2 separate regions of the Gasterosteus aculeatus genome follow, and region 2 is linked to region 1. Evidence: chromatin contacts called from public Hi-C data. All regions are on one chromosome and are shown on one strand. Each heading gives the region's core, a stretch centred on a gene start, on an enhancer-like site or on the middle of the called end of the contact. The rest is flanking DNA. Distances are from core to core; before and after follow the strand shown.

Region 1 (7,852 bases), core at 3,224-5,723:
CTTAAAAAGGTAAAGAACTGCTCTCATATCATCTTATTAAAGACAGTTGCTTTGTTTACTTGATTGGAATACAAGTATAAAGTACATTTTTGGTTGATTGACTAGTTCCACACTGGTTTGTTGGTCCTCCACTAAGATGCAATAACTCTCAACGTGAACTAAAGTCATCCCCCCGTTTTTTTGCCATTCATTAACAAGTGTTTTAAGCACATTTTGAAGACTATCGTAATATTGTTTTTGCCAAGATAACTGACACTGTGCTGTTGTACCAAGCCTACGTACAAAGAAAAAAGTAAACAGAAATGAGTTGCAATCATCAGTTCCTCTCATTCCTCTCATTATGGTTTTCCAAGACCAAAAGATATTCAGTTTACTTACATAGAAGACAGAAAATCAGCCCACAGTGCACATTTAGCAAACTGGAAATAGGGAATGAAACGCAAAACAATGACTGGATTAACAACAGTTGCGACCGGAATCGACTAATCATTCAACCTGGAAGACTGTGAGAAGTAAGGCCTAAAGAGACTAGTGAGAGTAAAACAACAACCTGTCCCTTTCCATTGTCTGTGGAGTTTATCTTGTGTTGAGATAATGAAATTAGCTTCACCACCCCCCACCTCCTACAAATGAAGTGACCTCCCGTGACCTGGGCAGGGTTCCCCCTGAAGACCCCAAAGCTACCACGGCCATTGTTCTTTTGTAAGCCGATAGACAATGATGAGGTTCCCGCTGAAATGCTTTTGGGAAACTGGGTTTCCGAAGAGTCAGTATGTGAGTCAAGGAGTGTGTGAAGAGTTGGGCCAGGATGCAATGAGGAGATCTTTGTGTGGCGTGTTGGTGATGACACATCATGCATCACACAGAGTACACTGTATACAAGACTCGATCTGCTTAAGCTCTCCTCCCTTTTGAAGATATTGGAGCTGGCTGAGTTCCTCGTGCTTCCTTTTCTGCAGTTTGAGAACAACAGAGGCCCCGGCATAGAAGGACCGTTGTTAAAACCTTGCTGCACGGCTTGGAACTACAGTTTTCCTGAGACAACCAGTTTCCGCTGCAGTTCTGCAGTGATTGATGAGGTCAATCGGCCTGTAATGAGCTTGTCAGTAACTTTACCGTACAGCCATTAAAATGGCTTGTTAAATGCACATTGGCTCTGCGCCAGTCATGTGTGTTTTTTGGGGCTTTACGCCGCCAATGTGTTCTTTTCACTGCAGGGGTACAATCCAGCCTGATCTCACTTTCTGTTCTGGGAATTGGAGTGCCCACTCCTAGCCGCTGTAGTGTAGGAAGGGTGGGTTGGGGCAAAAAGGGGGGTTGGAAAAGTGTAACCCCAACGGAGATATGATGGGAACCTATTTAACCTCACACACTTGAGGGAAAATGAACAGGATGCCTCAAGGGGAGAGAAACAAAGGCCGCTAAAACAAGCGGGGATTGTCCAGCAGGCGTTCCCCATGCCGAGGCAAAAGAGATGGGATTCAGTGAAGGGCTCTACAGAGGAGTGTGAGCGGCCATCTCTCTCCAGCTCTCCCACTCCTCCCTCCGTCTGAAGTGGACGCTGACTGTGAACGATGGCTGTGGCGTCGCCCGACACACGGCTGCCTTTTACAGGCCCCTAAATGGCCATTAAAGTCTCATCAATTCATCCCTACACATGGGTAAGATTCAACCCACAATGCACCTTCCTCCGTGTGGAGGAGACGCCGTCATCTTCATGTCCTTGATAAAGCTGAAGCCAAAATACGGTTTTGTGCGTCCGTCTTAACAGTGTGAAATATTCAACACTTTCTCACTTCCGACTTGTCACTGTCTGTTTGCAAAGAAACTACAATATTAACTACAATACTACACCACCCAGGAACATCAAACGTTCGCTCTGTGGGCGTCGTAAGAAGCCACTCCACTATGGGAGGCGTAAATAATCCACTGCTTAACACCAATGGGCCAATGTGAGGAGAAAGGAGGTGCAGCGACACAACTGATTGACACAAAATGAACCCAGAAGCACCTTGATGAGCCAACTGCTCATGAGATGAATGATGACTGCTAACAGCAGAAGGTTTAGGGCCACGTCCACGCAGTGGTATTTAGGGTGAAGGCCGCAGCTCCTCTTCATCTACAACCACTAAACAGCGCAATCACTTTTTGCCAAAGCAAAACCCCTAACCCCGACCTGCCACATCCCCCCACAGGCGCCTTTTTCTTACGGCCGCCATTGTGAGTGGACAGGCTGCCCAATGCCTTCGTCGGTACAGTATACAGCGAGTGGGATCAGGGAAATGGGGGGATTTTTTTCTTTTTCCAACTTTTCTGAGTTTACTCAGCAGGAGTAGGTGGTTGTGGTGGGTGAGGAGGAATGGGGGGGGGCTCCTCCCCCTCCTCAGAGTCACTCTGACTTCACCCGCTCCTCCAACCCTCCTTTCTGTCCCTGTACGCTAGACTTCATCGGTATTTGCTTTCAAAAGAGAGCTGTACCCCTCCCCACCCCTCAAACTCCTCCTCCTTGGTCCACACACACACACACACACACACACACACACACACACACACACACACACACACACACACACACACACACACACCTTTTCCAGTATTTGGTTCATTAAATTTGGTGCGAACTTTCAGAAAAGAAGCAAAAAGAAAAAGAAAAAGCGGGAGGCAGATCAATAAAGTGAGGCCTGTGCACAGAGGCGATGTGTGAAAACGGGGGCTGAAGCAGCGGACAACAGGCACACAGGCCTGGGGAGATGAAAGTGACATGGCCACTATGGGTCTCCCCCTGAATGAGCTGAATAGGCTCATCCATTCTTCGCTCCTTTCACTCTCCGTCGGCCCTAACTGTTGGAACTCTTCATTCCTCACAATGGCCAAATGCACTAAAACTTTTTCTTTTTTTTTCTCATGCAAATCAGCTCGGCTGTGACCGGGGTTGTCATCATGTGAAGCGGAAAATACACATGCACAAAAGTCTCGGCCGGTTTAAAACATGCATATTATTTGAAACATTTTCCAAACTATTCCTTTTTTTTAACAAGATGAATTCTTCTTAATCTTAACTCATCATTTTGAAAACACATTCCAACTTCACAACTGATTTTTTCTTTAAATATTAAAAAAAAAAATCCAAGGAGGGGAGTCCAGCATGTTTGCAAACAACTCTGTGTTATTTTGGAAAAGCTTTAAGAAAAAGGCCAAAAGAAGCGGCGGCAGAAGTGAGACTAGAGCGCACACATGAGTTTGGAGATCATTAGCAGCGCCCGTTAGATGGAGGAAAAGCCAACAGCAAATATGGCTGCTTAAGGGCCCCACAAAGGCGTCAAGTGTTTGTTGACTGCTCAGGCTGCAGAGCAAACAGTCAACTTTGAATCTTTCAACAAGAAGTACACATCTCCCACAGGCCGGTCCCGGGCCCACGGGCCCACGTCCCCACGCGGAGACTCCTGCTCGGTGCTTCTTTGCTTTGTGGCGTTAAGAGATTAGAAAGCAAAGGTCTCCGAAATGCGTAATGAGCCTAATGGTTTTATCAGTTTCTTCCATTCACAGAAAGGTGGAATGATGGAAACAGATGTTGTAAAATATTTATTTTAATTGGATTTAGATTGTGAGATCCCGCTCAGTTCACTTGAGTGGAAAACCATTAGAACGGTCACTGGTAGAACTATTAAAAGCTTCTGCGGGAGGCGCCGAGCTCCCCGAACGCATCTCCTCCCTTGATGGATCGAGTTGCAGGACGAAACATTTCTAGGATTCCTGTGTCAGATAAGTTCAAAGTGCAAATGAGACGTGAAGCCGCTGACACGCGGGGCGACACAGAACATGAGAGCAACGGGGGAGGAGAGCCCCGGTGAAACGCTGGCAAACACACCAAGTGAACACAAGCGCACGGGAGGGGGCCGCGGCGCAAACCCAGCGGCGCTGTCAGCGTCGCGCTAAAGTGCGCTTACCTTTCCGCCGCGTCTTGCTTTCACTTCCCAACCGCCCCAGGCTCTTTTATGGGGTCCGAGGAAAACTTTGCCCTGGAGTGGGGGGGGGGGGGGGTCCCGTAGACTAGGAGCGGACTGGCACCGCGGGGGGGAGCGCGACGTGCAGACGAGCCTCTCCGCACTCCATGAACCGGGTCGCGGGCGGAAGTTTTGGAGCCGCTCAAAGTTCGCTCTGTGCGCCGCGGAGCCGCTTCGGTGCGCGAGTCGAGTTCAACTTTTTCTTACAATCCATCTTCTCCCATGACGCGCGTGTTTGTGCGCGCTTCAGCCAACTAACGTGAAGCGTTCACGCCCCAGGCTTGTTGCCGGGATTCTTTCTTTTCTCTGCGCGTGAAAGTTTGGGAGTAAATGCGGTTTGGCTTCAGTCGGCAGTTGTTGCAGAGGCATGCGGTGGTGTGGAGATCTCCAGGCTGCTGAACTGTTTTCAATCTCCCCCCTCACCCTCTATCTCCTCCCCCCTCTTTACCATCTCCCCCCCCCTCCCTCACTCCCCCCCTCGCTCCCTGGTGAGTTGGGCCATTTGCCGCACCAGATGGGCCCGGCTAACTCTTTCCAGCAGTTGCAGATAAAGTTTCATTCATAGTTCGGTTGTTTTTTCTTCTTTCTTGACGCAGGTTAGCGCACAAGTCCCGTCGCATTGGATTCAGAAGGAAACGCAAAGAGTTGCATTGGAAAAAAAAAAGAGCTCGCGCAGCTCGAGTTGTGTTGCTTTTGTGCGGTGATTGTGTGAGTGGGTGGACAGATCGTCAACACAACCAACCATCACATCCAGACCTCATGGTTCCAGCCAGCGGGGGACACACAACGATGTCCGTGATTCAGAGGCTTTATTCCCATGCGTCCTCCTCTGGTGTGGATCCTTTCATTCAGCATTTATGATGCCATTCATGTAGATTCCATATAGAAAGTCAGCCCGACTTTGCTAGACGGGCGTTTTAAATGCTCGTTTGCTGTTTTTATTTTTGTATTAATTGTCTTTTTTTTTTTTTAAAGAAAAAGAGAAAATGAGCTGCGCGCTGTGTGTGAACGACGCGTTTATCATTTCAAGATAGATAGAGCTTTTCATTTACAGTTAGTATTTAGTTATTTACTCTTAAGTAGTATTGTTTAATTGTTTTGGTTTGATTTAATTCAATGTTTCCTGTTTCGGTCAATTAAGTTTAATTTTGTGTCGTTATTTAAGTGTGCGTAGTTTTAATAATTAGTTGGATTATTATTTGGGTAATATTGTGGGCACCTGGAGGAAATTAAGCGCACAGCCAGGTGTAGGACCGGCATGCACCGGGGGAGCTACGGTTGTCCTGCTTGGTCAATCCGCTGACTTGCTGCGTAAAAGGGACGAAGTAGCGGTGCATCAGTGGCCCTTTGATTCAACTTGTTTATTGAGCCCAAAGAAAAATGTGTGAACGTTCTAAAACACACTAAAAAACCTTATTAGATTATCGAGAGTCCAAGTGTCTCACAGTGCTTCATTCTGTCACTCCAATTCATCAAAACTTCTTTTGTGTGTCTGTCACGTTTCACATAAATATTTAAATACCAATGTACTTGGGATCCTGGAGGACTGCTGTCAAAACAAAACGTATTATTATTATAATCCAAATCGGAATCGGAATCCGCTCTATTCGCCACGTATACTCGTGCATACATGCAATTTGACCCTGGTTACATGCAAAGACACAGTATATTTCATAACAAGAAATATACACAATAAAAAGACATTAAAAAAAAAGTTTTTTTATGACCATACGATATATGAATAACTATTGAAAAGTAAATATAGTGTCACAAACAGCGACATTGAATATGGAATGAATGAAGATGCAAAAGGTGGTAATAGTGCAAAAAAGGTGATTTATTTGTCCAGAGAGACGCTCTGAGCGTAGAAGGAGTTTGTGTCTGGTGGTTTTGGCGTGAAGTGCTCTGTAGCGCCTACGAGAGGGGAGGAGTCCAGACAGGTTGTGTCCACGGTGTGAAGGTCTGCAGGGATGGTTCCTGCCCTGTTTCCTGACTCTGTACAAGTCCAGGATGCAGGGCAGGCTGGAGCCGTGATCCCCTCTGCACACCTGATCCAAACCACGCACAGCCTGAAGGACAGAGAGCAGACTGGATGATATCTGGATGAAGTAGAACCGGACCAGCAGCTCCCGAGGGAGGGTAAACTTCCTGAGCTGGTGCAGGAGGTCAACTTCTGCCGGGCCTTCTTCCTGATGTTGGAGGCCCACTTCAGCTCCCTGGAGATTGTGGAGAGACTTGAAGGTTTCCACAGCAGACAGTGCTGTTAAGTATGGTGAGGGGGGCAGTGATGGGGGTCTTCTCCTGAAGTCCACGGTCATCCTCTCAGTTTTGAGTTCATTCATCTCCAGGTTGTTCTGACCACAGGAGTGAGATTGAACACTGGCAGGTGGCTTACAAAGTTCCATAGCTGCCTTCTCATCTCATCATTCAATAAAGTGAAAAGTATCTTTTTCCAACTCGGCAAGTTGCTTCATTGGATGAATACGAAAGAATGGAGTGAAGAAACATCGGCGGGAGACGGGGTCACCTGTCAATCCCAGGGCTGACATGAAGACAAACAGCCATTCACTCTCACATTCACACATGTAGAGTCACCAATTAACCCCTATATGTTTGAATAAATATGTTCTTAGTATTGTGTTTGGGATGTTTTTGTTCCTTTACATCTGTGTGATGTTGAAACAGTCCATTCCACATGACTTCTGTCAGTTTATGTTGTGAAGAAAGAGAAATCCTTGCTGCATAAAACCCACTAAACACCATGTTACTATTACATGTTACATGTCATGTCCCAGCAACAAAGCAGGGACATAAATATACAATGTCTGATTATAACACACTGCTCCTTACAAATGGTCAAGATTTTCTGGTGCTTTTTCACTGCCTCGGTATCTGAAAAAGGGCATCTCTTTGAGTTCTATGGAATCACCTCCTTCTTCTATTTTCATGACATATAGGACAATACAAACTATTTAAATAGCTTACAAAGTCTACATAAAAACTACATAAAAAATCTAAATAATAAACTAAATTGTTAATTATTAATGAAGTAAAAAGTGTACTCCAGCAACCTTTAGCAGGAATTGGGGAAAACATCAACAGGAATTTGAACATACGTGACCCTGCCATAGTACCCCGACCCAGCTATTTGAGTCAGAATTGGTCCTGTATGGATACAGGTATCAACAGCAGTGTGTCCTTTTTGGTTCATAACAAAGCATCGTCTGACTAACTGTTCCTATATAGTCAAACATGTCCTCATGGTCTATAGAGGAGTAGGAGTTTAACGTGGAATAAAATGGAATAAAAGTGTGAGAAAGGCAAAAGTACCATACAATACCTTTCAATTTTCAAAATGTAGCCTCTTTAAATGATTTGAACTAAAGCAGATTATATTTGTTTGGTGTAGACTTTCAGCTTTAATTCAATGGATATAACAAAAACACCGTGTTCATTGTTTAGCGGATTACAGAACTTCTTACACAGTCATCCCCATTTTCAGAGGCTTGGAATGAAAAACAAATTGTCTTCCCCCATCTCTTGTTCCTTCCTAACAGAACAGAACAAACCAGGTGGTTGGATAGATGGAGGGGGTTAAAACGAGACTGGGGCCCAATCCCAATCTCCCCCATGGACCACAGACCCTGAACCCTACTGACGTTACCTGCTAAGTGGTTGAGTGTGAGAGTCTGTGAGTGTAAATATAAACAGCCCTTTGCTGCAATGTCACGTCACCCAGACAACGTCAAAAAATAAGACTTCCAAACGAGGGCGTTCATTTAATTAAATGAAAAGCGTTGATCGGGTGTAGGACTCACACACGGAGGGTCAGGTTTAGTGTCGGTCGT
Region 2 (7,852 bases), core at 1,790-4,289, 34 kb before region 1:
TCGGCTTGCTGTTGTAATATTTTAAATAGGACACACAGAATTTGTTTCCCCGTTCAGGGAACATCCTGTGGGTTTACTTGTCTCGTCTGCATATTCTAAACACCTGCCTACTTAAACTGAGCCGAAGGGGCGAGGTGGAACAGGACTCTGTGCCTGCAGGCTGCAGCAGGACACTTAGTGTTGTTTTTAGCTGATGCCCATTACAAAGACAGACATTACTGCTCCTCAAACCCCGATTGAGCCCTTTGTCGTTGGGACGGAGGGAGTCATCCTGGTGTCGTACCATCTCGTTGTTCGGATGGGATTACACAGGACTGGGGGAGGAGTTTCCCTGAGGGCGGCCCTGAACTGTGACTGCTGTGGAATCTGTTTAAGAACTAGCATTATCCATAAGTGATTGTTTTTTGCCACTAGCTGAAGATGCAGTTAATGGAAGTAAGATTTTAATACAACTACTTTTTCCAAGTCCAAACTGCGCGGAAAATCCGATTCCAGCTTGTAGAAAACGATGAGTTATGGCAAAGGACCTCTGTCTTAGAAATATGTAGGATCATTGCCTCTTCCGGAATAACAATGAGGCACATCTACTGCAAAGCAGGTCAAGTAGATTTTAGACTCAAAATGATCCACTAGATGCCCACGGAGCAAAGTGTGCTGTAAAAATACATGCGGGGCCCTGCGGGCCTCGCCTCCTCTCCTTTGAGCTCAGTAGGCCTGTAGGCTCTGTGCTTCTGAGGAGATCTACGCCGCTTGGGTCTCAGCCAGCCAATCTCCCCCCCCGTCTTTGTGGAGTGGACGGGCGGCCAATTCCGAGTCAACTAGTGCGCCACAAAGCCACGAGAGGCCCCCGGTAAATGAGTGAGAGGGAGTGGGAACTGGGAAAAGGAGTTTGAGCTTTGTTTCACAAGTGGAGCCAGAGGTTCGGGCTTTGTCTGAGAGGTGGCCCCTGCTTGTGCTGCCTGGCACATCTCTGGTGGAGAGGGCGGCATGGGGGGGGGGGGCAGATTGAGGAGGCTAGACTAAGACAAAGACAGCGCCGTTGTAGTAGCTTGCATTGGACAGCAGATCAATTACGCCGCTGAACTGTAGGGCCCATCCTGTTTTCTTTTATGCTTTACTTTTTGGTGTGATTTTTCTTTTGATAAAGTTTTGGTTTCAACGGGTAGATTTCCAGCTGGGGAAGCTTTATTAATGCAAGTTTTTCCTGCCACCTGTCTAACATTAGATTTTTGGAGTAGTAGATGTAAAAGCTTTGATAAACTGAGATGAAAACGCTGGACGGATGGAGGACGGCTGGAGGATTGGCTTTTTTCGTTCCCAGTACGAAACGATGTCCATTATTCAAACACATGCACAAGCACACAAAAAAACAAGCACAGGCCCCAGAGGCTGCTGTCCTCCCCTGCTTGGGTTGCTAAATGTGCGGGCGATAAGGGCTGAACAGGCCCTTCCATCACCAAGACAGCTGCATTGTTTCCGGACTGCAGGGACAGCGACCGACAGGTACACGGCCGGGACCATTCGCACGCCTCGGCTCCTTGATTTACCGCCCATCCCTCCCCTTTGGGTATGCTGGCATGCAGCGTTACTCCACCCTGGGCCACGTGCTGCCTACCCAGGACAGGACGGTACAGGACCGCTATAAACGCAATGTGTCATTGAGACGTGGAATGAGATGTCCAGAGCAGGGACATCCCGTCTTCATCACCTCTTCAGAGCTTTGAGGCTGCAGGCCAGATCTTTTCGAATCGTGTGATCCTATCGGATCGGACTAGAATGAAGAGGAAAAGAGCGACAGCTGCCTCAGCCATTCAGAAGGCAAAATGGGTAAAGCGTAAAATGACACTCGACCGTGAGAGTGCTTGTGAGGTGATGGATGTATTTCTGTCCAAAAATATGAAAGATTGCTTTTAGTTTCAACGGATTGTTCAACTTTTACACCGCCGCAATAATAAAGACATTTTCTAACTCTGTTGAAACTTTGGGGAGTTGTGTTTGGAGCATTTTCAAACGGATAAATGAGCTTTATAGCAAACACTCTGGTTCTTGTGGCATTTTTTCCTGAGAAGAACAGACTCTTCACGTTGGAAGTTGGTTCGGGCTCAGGTTTCTCACCCATATGGGGGAGGCTCGTCACCAACAGGCCCAATAGAGTTTTATCCTTAGAGGCTATAAGCGACCAACTTTACGGAGAACAAAAAAAATGCATTTAAAGCGTGGATCCGTACCATTGGAGAGAGAAAGCAGAAAGAACTACCTGTATTTGAAAGCTTATTGAACAAAAGCGCAAACACTGTGTCCATAAAAGACAGTGGTTTGGAAAAGGTCCTGGCTAAATGTCGGGAAAAAACAATGGCAACTTGGAGAGGTGAGAGCACAGCAAAGTGCACGAGGACAGCTAGAAACACAAACTTTTTTTATCTAGATCATCTACATTTCAAAATGCATGATTAGTTAATAAATGATATGTTTTAAATGAAATGACAGCCCATATATATATTTATAGATGTATAAATGTATTATATATTTATAGATATGTTGTCTGAACAAATAAAACAGATAACAATAACAAAATTTGTTCAAAATACACACATGTGCACATGTTTTTATCCGTTAAATATCTTCTCCTATTTCTCTTAAGACTGAACATGCCTCTGCACCCCCGACCGACCCAAACATCTAGTCACCTCTTTTTCTTTTTTCTAAGCTTCACATCTCAAAGCCCCGGTTTGATCTCTCACTAAAGACAATGCCAGGTGTTCGTTGGTAACAAAGGCCCCATCGAGTCACGTGACTCAGAGACAGAAGAAGCAAAAGCACCTCTCATTATGACCAAACGAAGGCCCAGATTAGGACCATGCTGAAGTGGAGTGTGGAGTGGGCTCATGGCTCGGAGGAAGTACTCAACAATAATAATAATGCCCTGAGAGGCCAGGCCAGGAATAATTTTGTGAGAAAAAAAAGCCTTTGTTGTGCTCAGAGAGCGAGAGCGAGAGAGAGGGGGAGAGAGAGAGAGAGAGAGAGAGAGGGGTGGAGCTCAATTGAGACAGGAAATTCCAGCAGAAGAAGTTGGCCTGGGTCCTAACTACACAGCGCCGTGCCAACGGCTATACACAAACGCTCATGTGCATGCACACACAGTCACACACCCACTCGCAATTACCCACACAGATACTGATTTGTTCTGCAGGTCACTGTGTATGCAACCATCATGAGTGACGGAGACAAACACAAACGTGTGACTTTGAGGTTCAACAGACATGCCTTTCTGAAACACACAAAACACACCAGGCAAATCTTCCACACAGGTTTAATAAAACTTGTATGTTTAGCTTAATCCCGGCTTCCTGCACTGCACACACACACACACACACACGCACACACGCACAACATGAAACCTGCAGGTTTAGTTCGCAAGACGTCTCTTCCTCTAGGGCAGTGCATGGGCGAGTGATGGCGACAGAGGGATTAGAGGCTTACGGGCGAGCACGGAACCACTGCCACCTATGAAAGGAAGTCTCAACAAAGTGGCTCTTTACTTTTAACTGCCCTCAGGGAGGGTAAAATGATACCGTTTTTATTGATCGGGGGATTTTGGTGCGGAAGGTAAGTGGCTAAGGCCAGCGGTCGGTTTGAGCGGAACCTCATTAGTCCATGGGGCCGTGTGCAAAGGCCGCATGTGTTATGATGGAGCATTAAACACTGTGAAGACTGATGCCGTTGTTTTCCAGAGGGTCTGTGTCGGCGCTGTGAAGCGAGCACGGTGCCTGACGCTTTAACCCGTGGATCATTAAATCAGAAGGTTATATTTCAGTGTCTATTAGTCAGATTGTGACTCGGGTTAGGTATTGCACCTCAACACTTTTATAGAGCAGACCTAAATAAATCCATAGTACTTGGTATTCAAAACTGACATTACATTCATGCTAATATTAGCAATTGATCTTTGGTCAAATCCCACTTCTCAAATGCAGAATAACAATGTGAGTGAAGCGGTGGCCAAGTCTGTCCAGGATCTTATTCCATGTAAGGCAGGGTCAGTGGAGCTGGTCGGGGCTAAATAACATTGTTTTACTGGTTACGCTGAATGTTAGGATGTAGATAAATGGTTCTAAAACGTTACTTTTCTATTAAAAAAAAGAATCTGTTGTTAACAGTACATAACGTTGGCACATAATTACGTTAGCGGGGCTATTACTGTTTTGTTAAGGCAAAAGGTTAAGTTCTTGGGTTCAAACAATGTTTGATCTTTTTTGCTCTTATACTGTATCTGCAGAAACCGGTTTTTATGTTTGTATTCCTCAGTAAGGTACTAAAACACAGGGACTGCACCATCCCTAGCAATGAACCAATATTTATCTGGTTTTGGAGCAAAACACAATTCCCACTATACCCTAATGGGAGCATATACACGTTCAAGCAACTCTGGGAATTTGAAGATTGTATCTGAGGGCCGAGTAAGTACAATACTTAATCTCGGTTTCTGTTCTCCACCAACTCCAGAGAATAAAATCAGAACAAACGCGATACGAAGATGGCCTTGTGCCTGTGTTTATATTCCGTTGCTATGACACCCTCATCTTCCCCCCCAGATGTGTTGTATCACTTTGTAGGGGCTGTTGTGAAGCTGCCCGGGCCTCTGCTGCCGCTGCTCCCATCCCGGTGTGTTTACAGATCCCACTCGCACCCAGCTGGCCTCTCTCATCTATAATCAGTCTCTGTCAAATCTGCAGGCCGGTCTCGGCCAATCACTAGTCTCCGCGTCAACCCCAGAAACCCACCACCAGTATGATCCATCACCTGGGCTAAAAGGTGCTGCACCGCCTCTCCTAATTGTTCTAAAGACTGAGTACTACCAAGACCTTATCTCACCTGGGTTGCCAGCAGCTGGTTTTACTAATGTGAAAGAGATACTAAGGGGGGCGTGGGAGGGGGGGACTAAGGAAAGTAGCATAACAAAAAGGAACCCTTGCTTCTGTCAGATGTTCGCAGCTTTTTCCTTTAAAAAATGTCTAAAAAGCTCATGGTGTTTTTATGATCTCTTGCCTCTGAGAAACATTATTCAACCAAAAACACAGATAACAAAGTTCCAAGGCTTTCATCATGGAAATGGTGCTATAACCAGCTTGTGTCCAGCATCAGTACCCTGGCGGAGTGGTGGGCATTTAGCAGGGGAGGGAGTATCCTTCATGTGTGATGCCAGCGTACAGGTAGCCTAGCTTAGCGAGCCTCTCCTTGTGGCAGGCAGCAGGGCCTCTGTGAAGACTGATGACGTGTCGGGATAATCAGCTTCCCGTGCAGACTTCTGATTTATGACTTCAGAGTACGGCTGTAGGGCTGATCAAATAATGAATGCATTGGGTTTCTTCTCGTTGCGCCACTGATAATTCCAATTCGGAAGGATGCGATGAATGAGATAAAACCCCGGCCCCAGTTGGAGAGGGTCAATTGTGCTGCACAGAGTGGAGTGGTTCTAGAAATGCAGTGATGTATATCATATGCTAATCCCATTCATCAAAACCACACATCGAAAAAAATATAGCTTGTGTGACTTCAGTCACTTCATCTGTTCCTCATTCAGAGAAAGCATTGGCTCGCCACTTTCTGGCAAGTGTAAACGCGCCAGATCGAGCCAAGTCACTTCAAACGACGGGAACTCGGGGTCCTCCTCAGTCTTCCAGGAGCCCTTTGACCTGGGAGACACAGCTGACGGAGAAGCTGCCAGTTCACACAAAGAGCGTCCCCAGCGCCCTATGACGGCATCTTCAGCACTGGCTTAGCATTCCGCATCTGTGACTTGAAACCAGAGCTATTTTCTCAAGGGGAAAGGCAGAGGAAATACCCAAAACAGCACACAATGTGAGGGAGAGGGAGGGATTGCACATCAATCTAAAAGCCGTCTCAGTTGGGGGTCACTGCGAGGTGAGAACCCCCCCCCCCTTGGGAGAGACGGTTCTCCAGGCCCAAGCAGGAAGCCAGGGAGTATCCTGGATGGACCTGGCCTGGTCTCCATCAAACTGCCCCGCTGAGTCTTTCATTGCAATGGGCTTTCTCACAGAATCCACATTTTCCCATTTTTAACACCAACTGTTCCAAGACACAGATGGATTGATATGAAAAAAACGCCCTGGTTGAATTAGAGTTTGAAACCTCTCTAAAAACACGTGGCCCATTTCAGACTTAACTGTAGGACACAGCGAACACCCCTCCACTTCATGTCTGTTTGCATTACAAATCTGACAAAGTATTGTAAAAGTCCGGCGACGGGTGAGAATAAACCATGTACCATCAAAACTGGGGCTAACTTGCACTTGTTTATATTCGGCAACAGTTAAATTAAAAGGTTGACTCTTTCTAAATAACTGTAAACATCCTCTGATTGTTACTGAAGCTCAGTCAAGGGTTGATACTTTTAAAGCTGGAAATAGATTTTGAGGAGATCAAGACCAGCTCAGCCGACTGTTGGTGGCGTTCAGAACACACGGCAGAGACATCTTCAGAGCAGGCCCCTGGTCTCTCAGGTCATCTATCCCGATAAGATAGAGCGTTGAGACTGAGCTACACACACACACACACAGCAAAAAATACTTTGTCTGGCCTCTTTCTCCAGGGCAGAATTGAGGTTGGAAACCCTCTTACTCTGGGACTGTTTTAAAGCACTAACAAGAAACCGCAGTGAAGCAGGTCAGAAGGCCTCTGACCACCTGTCTGTCTGACTGTGCTGCCTCACTCTTTCTCTGTAGGTCAAGTGGTCGATTCTAGTCCATGTTTTGCAAGGAGCAGAAGGAGTCTATAGTGTTTGCCATATGTGGTATTTTTGTTCCCATATTAGCCACAGAAACCGACCCCCTCCTTACGTTAAGATATTCAGAACGGCTTTCAATAATAATAACCCAAAAGAGTTAATATTACAGTGTTTGACTTTAGAGCCTCGTCGCCGTGCTTTCTAAGTGTATTAACATCAATACTATCAATGATATCAGTGTTGTGATGCAAAATTGCACCAACTTAAACACTGCATGTCCTTGGATCTGTAATACACTCGCCAAGTGTGAATCGGGCACAGTTGGGCACAGCTCAAAATATGTGAAGGACACATACGAACATACAGGCAGAAATTCCTTGTTTTGTACTTGGATGTCATGACATTGACCCACAAAGTGAGTTAACACAAAGTAATCCCTCCCATTTGGACTAAATTGCAAGTTATCCGGTATATGGCAATGCTTTGTATTTGTGATAGGCAACAGAATGAAATCAGACCAAGTGTAGAACAGCATTACCTGCCCATATACTGCTGCTGACTTGTTTTCCATCTGTTGTTGTTTCAGCTAAGTGTACTCTGTTTTCAGAGAAACTTCAGAGAAAGGTCAACGGTCTGAACAAGTGCAAAGACCATTTTATGAATTAGAGACCACAAACTATGGGATACGCTAGGCCACAAATCCAGACACAAAGGCTCACTTTTCTGATGCAAAACTGCAGACAAGCTTTTGACCTTAACGCTGAATGGCATTAATCAACGGTTTATTCATTTCCAGGTGGATTGGGATTATTAGGATCCTGTGCATCTCCGTTCACATTTGCAGAAGAGAGTACCCGTGCAGACATGAATGTAATGCCAGTGTGGCCCCTGACAGTTGGCAGTGGGGCAGCTGAAGGCTCCAGAGACAGCAGCAAGCGGTCAGGACATTACTCAGCAACAACAAACAACAGCCCTCAAGATAAGGAATCGTTCGTCACCAGAGCTGCACTGACAAACGGCATTCATTGTGTGATAAAATTAGCCAACACCCCACTTCCCTGGTGGGACGGAGAGAGTGGAGTCACCTCGGGGTACGCCTGTGGGGGA

What was found. Hi-C and Micro-C count contacts between places; a contact is called where the count stands out from the background.
Region 2: a Hi-C map of whole body shows a contact between it and region 1, with 2.6 times the contacts expected there. The contact joins the enhancer-like site here to the promoter of gli2a in region 1. A contact is called at or near these places in 4 of 6 Hi-C or Micro-C datasets (skeletal muscle, tail fin and whole body).

The regions. Positions count from the first base shown.
Region 1 is chr16:1,927,393-1,935,244 of fGasAcu3.hap1.1, reverse strand. gli2a (GLI family zinc finger 2a) reads right to left here and starts at 4,473. Exons shown (of 14, transcript XM_040201991.2): 1 at 3,948-4,473.
Region 2 is chr16:1,960,153-1,968,004 of fGasAcu3.hap1.1, reverse strand. All of the region lies in intron 2 of gli2a (GLI family zinc finger 2a), which reads right to left. Among protein-coding and RNA genes, the nearest start is that of gli2a, 33 kb to the right of the region's middle. Within about 2 kb of position 3,039, at least 7 of the 9 cell types and tissues checked have open chromatin away from gene starts, as enhancers often do.